Linked DNA regions of Sus scrofa: region 1 is linked to region 2. Evidence: chromatin contacts called from public HiChIP or PLAC-seq data. All regions are on one chromosome and are shown on one strand. The core of a region is the stretch at or near the end of the contact, and the rest is flanking DNA. Distances in the headings are between cores, read along the strand shown. Region 1 overlaps COL17A1 (collagen alpha-1(XVII) chain). Region 2 overlaps STN1 (STN1, CST complex subunit).

What was found. HiChIP or PLAC-seq counts read pairs in DNA pulled down with a chosen protein or histone mark.
Region 1: a contact with region 2 is called in an H3K27ac HiChIP or PLAC-seq map of alveolar macrophages. The contact joins two enhancer-like sites. A contact is called at or near these places in 4 of 47 Hi-C or Micro-C datasets (blood, embryonic fibroblasts, epiblast stem cells and 1 more) and 2 of 2 datasets of contacts at active chromatin or transcription factors (alveolar macrophages and skeletal muscle).

What each region holds. Positions count from the first base shown.
Region 1 is chr14:114,957,745-114,962,650 of Sscrofa11.1, forward strand. COL17A1 (collagen alpha-1(XVII) chain) reads right to left here. Exons shown (of 57, transcript XM_013983710.2): 52 at 4,704-4,850; 53 at 4,134-4,469; 54 at 3,507-3,644; 55 at 3,190-3,252; 56 at 2,956-3,036; 57 at 1,660-2,611. The coding sequence ends at 2,559. Among named protein-coding and RNA genes, the nearest start is that of COL17A1, 48 kb to the right of the region's middle. Within about 2 kb of position 2,072, at least 3 of the 83 cell types and tissues checked have an H3K27ac peak or open chromatin away from gene starts, as enhancers often do. A contact at or near this core is called in alveolar macrophages, where this site is marked.
Region 2 is chr14:114,816,728-114,821,461 of Sscrofa11.1, forward strand. STN1 (STN1, CST complex subunit) reads right to left here. Exons shown (of 10, transcript NM_001243685.1): 9 at 3,989-4,061. Among named protein-coding and RNA genes, the nearest start is that of STN1, 32 kb to the right of the region's middle. Within about 2 kb of position 3,099, at least 17 of the 83 cell types and tissues checked have an H3K27ac peak or open chromatin away from gene starts, as enhancers often do. A contact at or near this core is called in alveolar macrophages, where this site is marked.

The sequences.
Region 1 (4,906 bases), core at 822-3,321, 140 kb after region 2:
GTGTATATACATTTTTTATGTCCTTTTTTCTCTTGGGATGGATTATTTTTCTCACCAAAATTTTCATGAATCGTATGACTTTACTTCTGCTAAAAATAACTTCTTTTTACCATTAATACATAGGTTCATGCAAGAATCAGTAAGCATTAGGTAGCATCATTTGGCAAGTGGTCAGCTTGGCTAGAGGCACAGCGTGTCATTTTCTAATCCTGGAGCGTTGCATACTATGGAGCACATGCTTGACTTTTTTTTTTTTTTTTTTTTTTTTTTTGATGAAACAGAGAGGCTCAGATCTACTGCCATCCAGCTGAGGACATATCTCATATCTGGGTTCTGTCCAGAGATGCTAGCAAGTTTGGGCTTTTACTCTGTTTCCCTTTGGAGCATAGGAGTCTATAAAGACTTGGATAGCTTGGAAAGGTAAATCTCGTGTAACTAGGGAAAAACTCATGTCTTGTGAATCAAGTATCATTAAAGGGGATGTAATACCAGAGCTTCTAAAGCTACTATTACAAAAACAAATTGATTCAGCATTTAGGTAAAACTAAAATATGAAAAAGGCATGATGCAGTCATTCATTATACATAGTAAGTTTTCATGAGCCAGTAAAACATTGCTTGAAATTCAGCAAGGCCTGTGCACTCATTTTTCCCACACTGATCACAGCGGTTGCTCTCAGGATGTGATAAAGGATGCACAGGACCACACAGGATGTTCAGTGTATCTGTGGCTGGTGGCTGTTGCTGCAGTTGTTTGACACAGTGGAATTAAATGGTGATTTTTCTTCCCCTGGATAACATGTGATACACTCAGGAGAGACATGGAATATAATCCCATCTTTCAGACGAGCAGAGGTGTGTGGAAGTCGACTGAATTGACTCCATTTTTAGTTATCCAGCAGTGAGAGTCACAGCTTGTAACAAATTCACAGGTTGGCCCAGTATAGCCTCTTCTGACTTTGAGTGATTTTACTGTGCATTTCTGTGGAGCATTTGATATTTGTGCATTTTTCCTTTGTGTGTGTGTGTGTGTGTGTTTTGCCATTTCTTGGGCCGCTCCCGCGGCATATGGAGGTTCCCAGGCTAGGGGTCTAATCAGAGCTGTAGCTGCCGGCCTACACCAGAGCCATAGCAACGCAGGATCCGAGCTACGTCTGCGACCCACACCACAGCTCCCGGCAACACCGGATCCTTAACCCACTGAGCAAAGCCAGGGATCCAACCCGCAACCTCATAGTTCCTAGTCAGATTCGTTAACCACTGCGCCACGATGGGAACTCCCTGTGCATTTTTCCTTAATGGAAGTTTTGCTATTCCATGTATTATTACTTGCCTTGCAAGCATAGTTCCTTTGCCCCAGGATAAATCACTACATTAATTGCACATAATCTTGTTGCTCATCTGTTGCCTATGTGTTTCTCAAGTAGTTTATGCTTTGGGAAAACCTTAAATGCTTTGTTATATGCCCAGATTGACTTAGTAGTTGCAGATTAAGGTCTGCCTTTAATGATCTCAGTGATTAAAACAAAAGGCCAGAATCTCCCAAAGTACAAGCAACTCTATGTTTGTAATAGTGTTAGAATCAAACCCAGCTGACCCAAAATATCTTTTCTTTTTAGCTTTTTTTTTTTTTTTTTTGGTTAGATAGATCACGTTAAACAATGTTAAAAAAGAAACCCTTTAATTGGAAATTTTGCAATTGAAATGACTCAATCTAATAGACCACATGAATGTTCATAGACATTGAAAAGTGCTTAAAACCCAACTGCACCCAGTCCCCCAGGCATTTCCCAAGTGCAGAGCAGGGGTGCCAGCTTCCCACCAGGCGGTCCCCTCACCCTCCTCTCCCCTTCTTTCCTCCTGCCCACCGCCCTTCCGTTCCTATGGGCTGCAGCCTAGTTCACCGTAACATACTATCAACTCTAGTGTGGCCCTATGCAGACAGGTCAGAGCTGCAATCAAACAAACTTCCTAAGCAAGTGGGAATGTGAGATACAGTGAGAGATAACTAGGAAAAACCCTGTCACCACCCTTAGAGGAAGTGGATTTCCTAATTTTTTCAGTTGCGAGAGTTGCTTCTTAGCTAACTCTTTTCTACGACTAGAGAATGTAGAGTGAGCAGGGAAGGAAGGAGCTGAGAGCACAGCCTTGCAGACTTAGCCGGAACAGCCTCATCGAGTGGCACCCCAACTTCCATTTACTGGGCTCATTTTTAGGCAAAGCTCCAGGACTCCTGAGCCAACGTTTATGGTAACTGGCTTCCTAGGCTGGGGCTGGAACTCAGTGTCACAGACAGACGCCTGGTCAGCAGGGAAGCCAGTCTCATCCTATACCATCGCTGAGCCCACCCAGTGAAGCTGTTTCAGGCTGTGTATCTTGGACTGAATTCTACATACATATATATTGTTCCAGACTAAGATAAGGGTTCTAGTTGACTGTTCGTGGTGCTGTCTCAGTAGGACAATGAGACTCCAGCTTTTGCCCTCTGGAAAGGTTTTGACGTAAGTGCCATAGGCCATTGCAAGAACTGGCCCAGGGGGCCTTTCCACTAAGGGTCGCTCATGGCTTGACGGCAATGCTTCTCCTTCTCCGTCCAGCGTAGACTTGGTCACCTGGAAGTTAGAAGATGAGTAGGACGTTGAAAAAAATACCTTTCAGTCTTCGGAAACTTAAGCTTGGATAACTTAAGGCACCTGTGGCTACTGAAAAACTGGCTTGAAAGGTGACCTCTTTTGTAAGACTTAGCAGTGGGTTTACATTGATTTTCATCATGAGCTTGGTTCTCCATTCCTCCTTGCGTTGACACTCCTTCCTTTCTCCCTGGCCTTCATTTGATTGTTATGCAGATGATGTTGCTGGCAGTGTCTGCCTTTAGTAACTGGGCATTTGCCTAACATTTTCCAGTTGCCAGAGTTGCTGGCTCTGGAACATGTGGCCTGTCTCCCAGCAGGCTTACCTTTGTCTCCTTTTTCTCCCTTGTGCCCTCGAGGGCCGGGTGGCCCAGGCCGACCTGGTGGTCCTGCAGGGCCTCTCTCACCTAGGAGGACACATGGGGGCATGGCTGAGTAAAGCACTGGTCGGGGCCCGGAGGCGCACATGTGAACCCAGCACAGCACTGGTAGGGGAGCTGCTTCCCCTGAGAGGCGGTTGTTACATAGGATCCTGGTGGCTGTTTCCTGCCACCACTTACCTTTGGGTCCAGAGATGCCCACTTCTCCTTTCTGCCCAGGGGGTCCTGGGATGGCTCCATAAGCTGCAAAGGGGGAAAACTGGCCTTAGACTAGAGATCACCCTGGAGCTTGGGAGTTAAGTGGCTTGTTTGTTCAGATTAACACAGGCAGGTAGTAGTAGAGTTTGGACTTGTAAGAGAAAAAGTGTAGAACTCATTGGATTTTCAGCATCTCAAGTGTTAATGAGGTTTTTCATGAGACTAGTTTCTAAGGAGCAGGCCCCTCATGAGTCGAGGCGGCAAGTTAAGTGTTGGGAAAATCATCGGGGATGCCTTACTTCTGAAAAAGTCCATGAGATCCGCAGTCACGTTGCTGTAGGCAGAGAAGACCTTGCTGACTCCAGGGGGCCCCTGGGGCCCAGGCCGGCCTGGTGGGCCCTGCACCGTGTAGGCCATCCCTTGGAGCAGACCCTGACCTGCGAAACACAGGGGGCCAGTCACCCGACACTGTCTTCCTAGTGGGGACACAGTGCCCTCCAACACCCAGCGCAGTTACTATGAGGGGGGCTGCGAGGGAAGGGCGCCGTGGCTTCCTTTGTCTCCTTGCTGTCGGCCTCCCTGAGCTTTTATCCCAGGCGTTTTACTGCGTAGCTAGCTGTACCGGTAAGCCGCGGGGAGGAAGGACTATTAGCTAACAACCTTCCTTCAGCCCCACCAGAAAACCTTCGTAATCAGAAATTCTTCTGAGAAAGGATAGTTGGGAAAACAAAGTGTAAAGACCCTAGCATCTCTGTTCCCCACAGCATGACAGGTTCCAGTCCCCACTGGGCCCTTTGAACCAAGCCTGTCTTCAGTCCCAGCCCATCTGACTCCAGAACTGCTGTCCCTCTGGATGTGGAGATGCTCACAGGGCCCCCTGCATCCCACCCCAGCCTGCAGCGCCGAGGCCGAGTGTCCCCACTTACGCTGCATGCTCTCGGACACCCGAACGGCCAGCTCGTTGTAGTCCAGACCTCCGGCATAGCCGGCCCCGAAGCCACCATTGCCACCGAACATGCCACCTTCTGCCACTGTCCCATAGCCCCGGCCCATGCCCATGTCCAGGCCAAAGGCTCCCCCTTCGCCCAGGGAGCCCCCACTGGCTCCTCCTATGCCCATGGAAGAGCTGTAGGAGCTGCCCCGACTGAGGGAGGAGGAGCTGCTGTCCAGGCTATAGGAGCTGTCCACCGACACCAGGCGGCTTTCCCCAGGGGGGCCAGGGGGGCCAGGGGGGCCGACAATGAAGCTACGCACATCAGGACCTGTGGGGAGGAAGAGGCATCTGTGGGAGCCAGTCTTGGGGAGAGAAAGAAGGGGATGGTGGGGGTCTCTCCCAGGGTCTCCTGCCCCTGAGCGGGTCGGGAACTCACACTGAGTGGGAGAGTGCGGGCTGGGAGGAAGCTGGGCAGCTCATGTGTTTGGCCTCTGGGTCCCTGCAGGCCCCTGCTGCCCCTCTCTCTGGAGAAGGAGAAGCACGGTCGGGGAGGGGCACCTACTTGTGAGGTAGCTGATGAGCTCACTCCGGAAGCTGTCACTGTTTTCAGCTGCATATGTCGCCAGAGCTCCTGAGACACCCGGAGGCCCTCGAGGGCCCGGGGGACCAGGAGGGCCAGGAGGGCCTGGGATGGATGACAGCCCGGCAGCTGAGCGGGAGGCAGGAGAAAGAGAAAGATGAAGACCACAGCCAGGCCTGCTGCGT
Region 2 (4,734 bases), core at 1,849-4,348:
ACCTTCAACTGGGATCTGTATTTCTCCATAGGCTTCATGTTAGTGTCTAGTGTCCCTTTACTTTACTCTGCAGGACTCCATTGAGCATCTCTTGCAGGAAAGTCTAGCAGTCACAAACCCCCTCAGGTTTTGTTTAATTAGAAAAGCCTTGTTTTCACCCTCACTCTTGAAGGATAGTTTTGCAGGATGTTAAGATTCTTGGTTTACAGTTTTTTTCTTTTAGCACTTTGAATATAGCAACTCACTGCCTCTGGCCTCCAAAGGTTCTGATAAGAAATCAGATAATCTTATCAATGATCCCTTGTATGTGAGAAGTTGCTTTTCTCTTTCTGACAACAAGATTCTCTTTGCTTTTGCTTTTCAAATGTTTTATTATACTGTGTTTTGGTGTGGATCTCCTTGAGTTCTTTTTAATTGGGGTTCACTGAGCTTCTTAGATGTTCATATGCATGTCTTTCATTGTACTAGGGATATTTCTTCAAATATTCTCTCTGGCCCTTTCTTGTGGAACTCCCCCCATGTGTATGTTGGTCCATTTGATGATGTCCTACAAGTCCCCTAGGTTCTGTTCACTTTTCTTCAGAATCTTGCTGATTCTTTCTTTTACCTGCTTTTAAAACTGCCTCTAAATCACTTTAGTAAAATTTTCAATTCAGTTATTATACTTTCTAGCTCCAGATTTCTTGTTGGTTTCTTTCTAGTTTTTTTTTTTTTTTAATCTCTTTAGTGCTATTTTCCACTTTGTTCATCCATCATTCCCTTGAACATCTTTAAGAGAGTTGTTTTAAGACTGTGTAATAGATCTGCCATCGGGTCTTTTTCAGGGACATTTTCTGTTACTTTAATATTTTTTCCTTAGAATGGGCAATAGTTTCCTATCTCTTTGTATGTCTTTCTTTTGGGCGATAGTTTCCTATCTCTTTGTATGTCTTTCTTTTTCAATTGCAAATTGGACATTTGAATCTTATAATGAACTCTGGAGATTAGATTCTTTCCCTTCCTTGATGTTTGCTCTTTTTTGTTACTGTTTTTATGTTTGGGGTCATTGTAGGCTGTCTTTGTGCCAAGGATCAGCCTGAAATGGAAACCTAAGGTCTTCTCAGGTCTGTTTTTGAGCCTGTCCCTTATCCTGGGCATGTGCGATCACTTTTTAATTTTCCCCATATATGAAGCTGCTTTTGAGTGCCCTACTTTTTCTTCTCTGGCTACAAAAGGGGTAAAAAAGAAAAAGGAAGTTAAAAAGTCTTTTAACTTCAGCTGTTGGTGAGGGGCTTGCAACAATGGTCCCCCCACCTCTCTGTCTGCATCTCTGTGATTAGAAGCAGCAGTTAGTGAGCAGAACACAGACTCCTGATATACAGAGAACTGGGTCCTTTCTGCTCATCCTACCTCCTGCAAGCTCTCCACAAGCTGCTCCAGAAACACATGCGCAGCTGCCTGCCACAGAGCTGGGAGTAGAGGATGGGGAGCTGCTACTAAAATCTGAAAACTGACTAAAATTACCCCCAATTTACTGTCCAAATCTTCCTCTGGAAGTTGCTAGCTTTGACAGACTCCAGAGTTCCCAAATAGCTACAGCAGTTATTGTCTTAAGTGGAGGGGAGGAATCCTGGTGCTTCCTACTCTGCCATATAACCAAGAGTTTTATAAAACACCAAATTGTTGCCTTATAACAACCTGCCATGTAGGTACTATTATTATCCCTATTTTTTATGTAAAGAAACTGAGGCACGGAATTACCCAAGGCCACATAGCTACAAAGTGGCAGAGCTGGGCTTCAAACCCAGGCAAGGGGCTCCAGACTATGCCATGTGGCCTATCTTTAGATAAGGCCAGGATCCGTGCTTTAAGGATCTAAAACCAGCCCCTATTTAGAGTTTTTTCATTTTTGTACATTGACCCTTTGCTGAAATACCCATAAGTGACTATAAAGATTTTAAGTTCTCCTACCAATCATCCTGCTAAGGAAAACTCAATGCTATGTTCTGTATGAAAGACTGGAAACCTACTAAAGGTTCAGTAGGAATGGTTAAATAAATGGCTGACTATCTATCAATATATATAGTGAAATACTGTGCAGCTATTAAAAAGACAGGCACTTTTCTATGTACTGTTGTGAGCGATCTCTACATGCCAATGTTAGATTTAAAATAAAAAGCATGAAACATGGAGTATTTTATGCTAAGCTTTACTTGTGCTTTTTAGAAAAGACAAACTATTCAAATATGTTTATAAGTGCATATAACATCTGTAGAAGGATATGCCAGGAACTAGTAACAACCCTAGGCTCCATGTAGAAAGGGGAACTCTGTGCTGGCAGGGAGTCTGACTTTTCTGTGTGTATTTTTGTACTTTTGGACTTTCTACCCTATACATATATTATTCAGAATAATTTTTAATGTCATAGATATTTCCTACGAAAAGGAGTGGCTGCAGGACAGTCCCTACAAGGCATTTTTGTTGGCAGACTCAGTTGCTCATGCTCCAGAATTTAGCTCCTGGGAATTTACTAGTTCCAGGGAATAGGCATATGATTTTTAGAGGCTCCTGTTTACAGACTGAGTGGCAGAGCCTGTCTCCCTTGACACATACACTCAATGAAGCAGGAGCTGGCCCGTAGATTAGAAGCGGGTATAAATCCTGCCACTTTATAGGCCCTAAGGTCACTGAGGCTGTTTGAGTCTCCTAAGAAATGAAGTGTGAATTGCCTTCATTTGCTTCACAGGCCCTAGGATTATTTTAATCCACCCTGTTCTTAAAATACATCGAAATAAGAATCTGGCCAGATGGCCTGGGACTAGCTGGAATGTCATCTGGGGACCAGCCTCTCCTCTTATCCCTTCTTAGTTAAGGACTCCACAATTCACTGTTCCAAAAAGCTCCTTAAATTGTGGATAGGTAGCTTTTCCTCTAATTAAAGGATACTTGTCCTTCTTGTTCTGAATGAAATGAATAATAGTTAGAAACCTTGCATTAAAGTAATAGATTGCTTTCAGTTTATTTTAAGAGCTGTTGTCACACCACTCTGGGAGGTGACCTCATGGGTCCTTAAAGGCTAAATAGGGCTGCATACCGTGAACACCAAGGCCGGAGCCCTGGTCCAGCTCCACCCACTGACTCAGCCTGGAATAGGTCCAAGCCCAGGGATATATGGGCTTTAGGGACTGGAGGTGGATGTTTTTGGAGAGAAAGGAAGCAGAAAGAAGCCTTCCCACTTTTCTTCTCGCATCATTTGTTGACATATGTCAACATCTGTTATTAGCATATGTTTGCAAATGGTAGACTTTGTTGAGTTACCTTTAAGAGCGATTAGTTTACACAGGATTTAAAGATAGGACTAATGCTTCCTTCTCTTTCTAACTAGTGTGCAAATGGTAACATCTACAGTTTGAGTTTCTAACCACTAGGGGCTGACCTAACTCCACCAACTATTTTTGAAACCACATCTTTTGCAAATTATCAGCTTTCAAGGTGACTGGATTACACTGTTCACCAACATAATGTCTAGAACCATTTCTCCCAACACTGAAGGTCTTGCTATCAGAAGAGAGGGGAATGTTAGGCTTGGGTTCAGAGATAAGAGGAAAAAGTGGAAGAAATAACACAAATTGGAGAGAACATGAACCAGAAGGACATCAGAAAGTCCTAGTCTAGCGGCTTACCTCATTGAAGAAGCACTGCTGGAGGAGCTCACCTGTCCAGCCTCCCATGAACGAGAATCCCTAGGGCTGGGACCTGAGTGTTGTATGTTCAAAAAAGCCCCAAGGTTGACTCTTACGTGTAGCCCAGGTCAGAACAGCTGTGTGGGGCTAACACTCACTTTGGAGAAGAGGAAATTGAGGCTCAGAGAGGGGGCAGCAGCCTTGACCGGCATGCTTCCAGGCTGTTTTGGGGAAAGCACCAGGTCTCCTGCCTCTCTGTCCAGGGCTCTCCAGGAGGGAACATCCCCTTCTAGGGCACTGGGTCACATGTACAGTACACCACTTACGATTTGGTTTCTGGCAGTCCTCTTGAATGATCTGCAGGATCTTTCTGTGCAATTCTTTGTCTTCTCTAGTTACCTAAACAGGAAAAACAGTTTGGAGAGAAAATATTCTTAGGTTACACAGAAGTTGTGTCATCCAGACTCCCAGATTAGTATTTGGGATAGTTTCTAAAGATTTCTTAACAATCATCATCCCTACACCAATAATGAGCGTAGTTTCTGATACCTGGCCTGTTGTCAAACCAGTTCTGTCCCTAGGCAACTCAGTGCTTTCTAGTTGACTGACAGGCCTTTCTCTTAGAAGGTGGTTCACTGGGGCCATGACAGCAAGAAAAGCTGGAATTCCTTGCTTTTCAGGACAAAATTTCTTTCTTTCTTTCTTTTTTTTTTTTTTTTTTTTTTTTTTTTTGTCTTTTGTCTTTTTAGGGCCGTATTCACAGCATATGGAGGTTCCCAGGTTAGGGGTCGAATAGGAGCTGCAGCTGCCAGGCTATGCCACAGTCACAGGAATGCCAGATCCGTGTCTCATCTGCGACTTACACACAGCTCATGGCAATGCCGGATCCTTAACTCACTGAGCGAGGCCCGGGATCGAACCCGTGTCCTCATGGATACTAGTTGGGTTTGTTAACCACTGAGCCATGACGGGAACTCTGGAACTTCCTTCTTAAATGTTGGTAACACATTCATAAAATTTCTCTTATTCGTTATATTTTTGAGGAAGGCACAAATGGTCAAACCCTAGGATT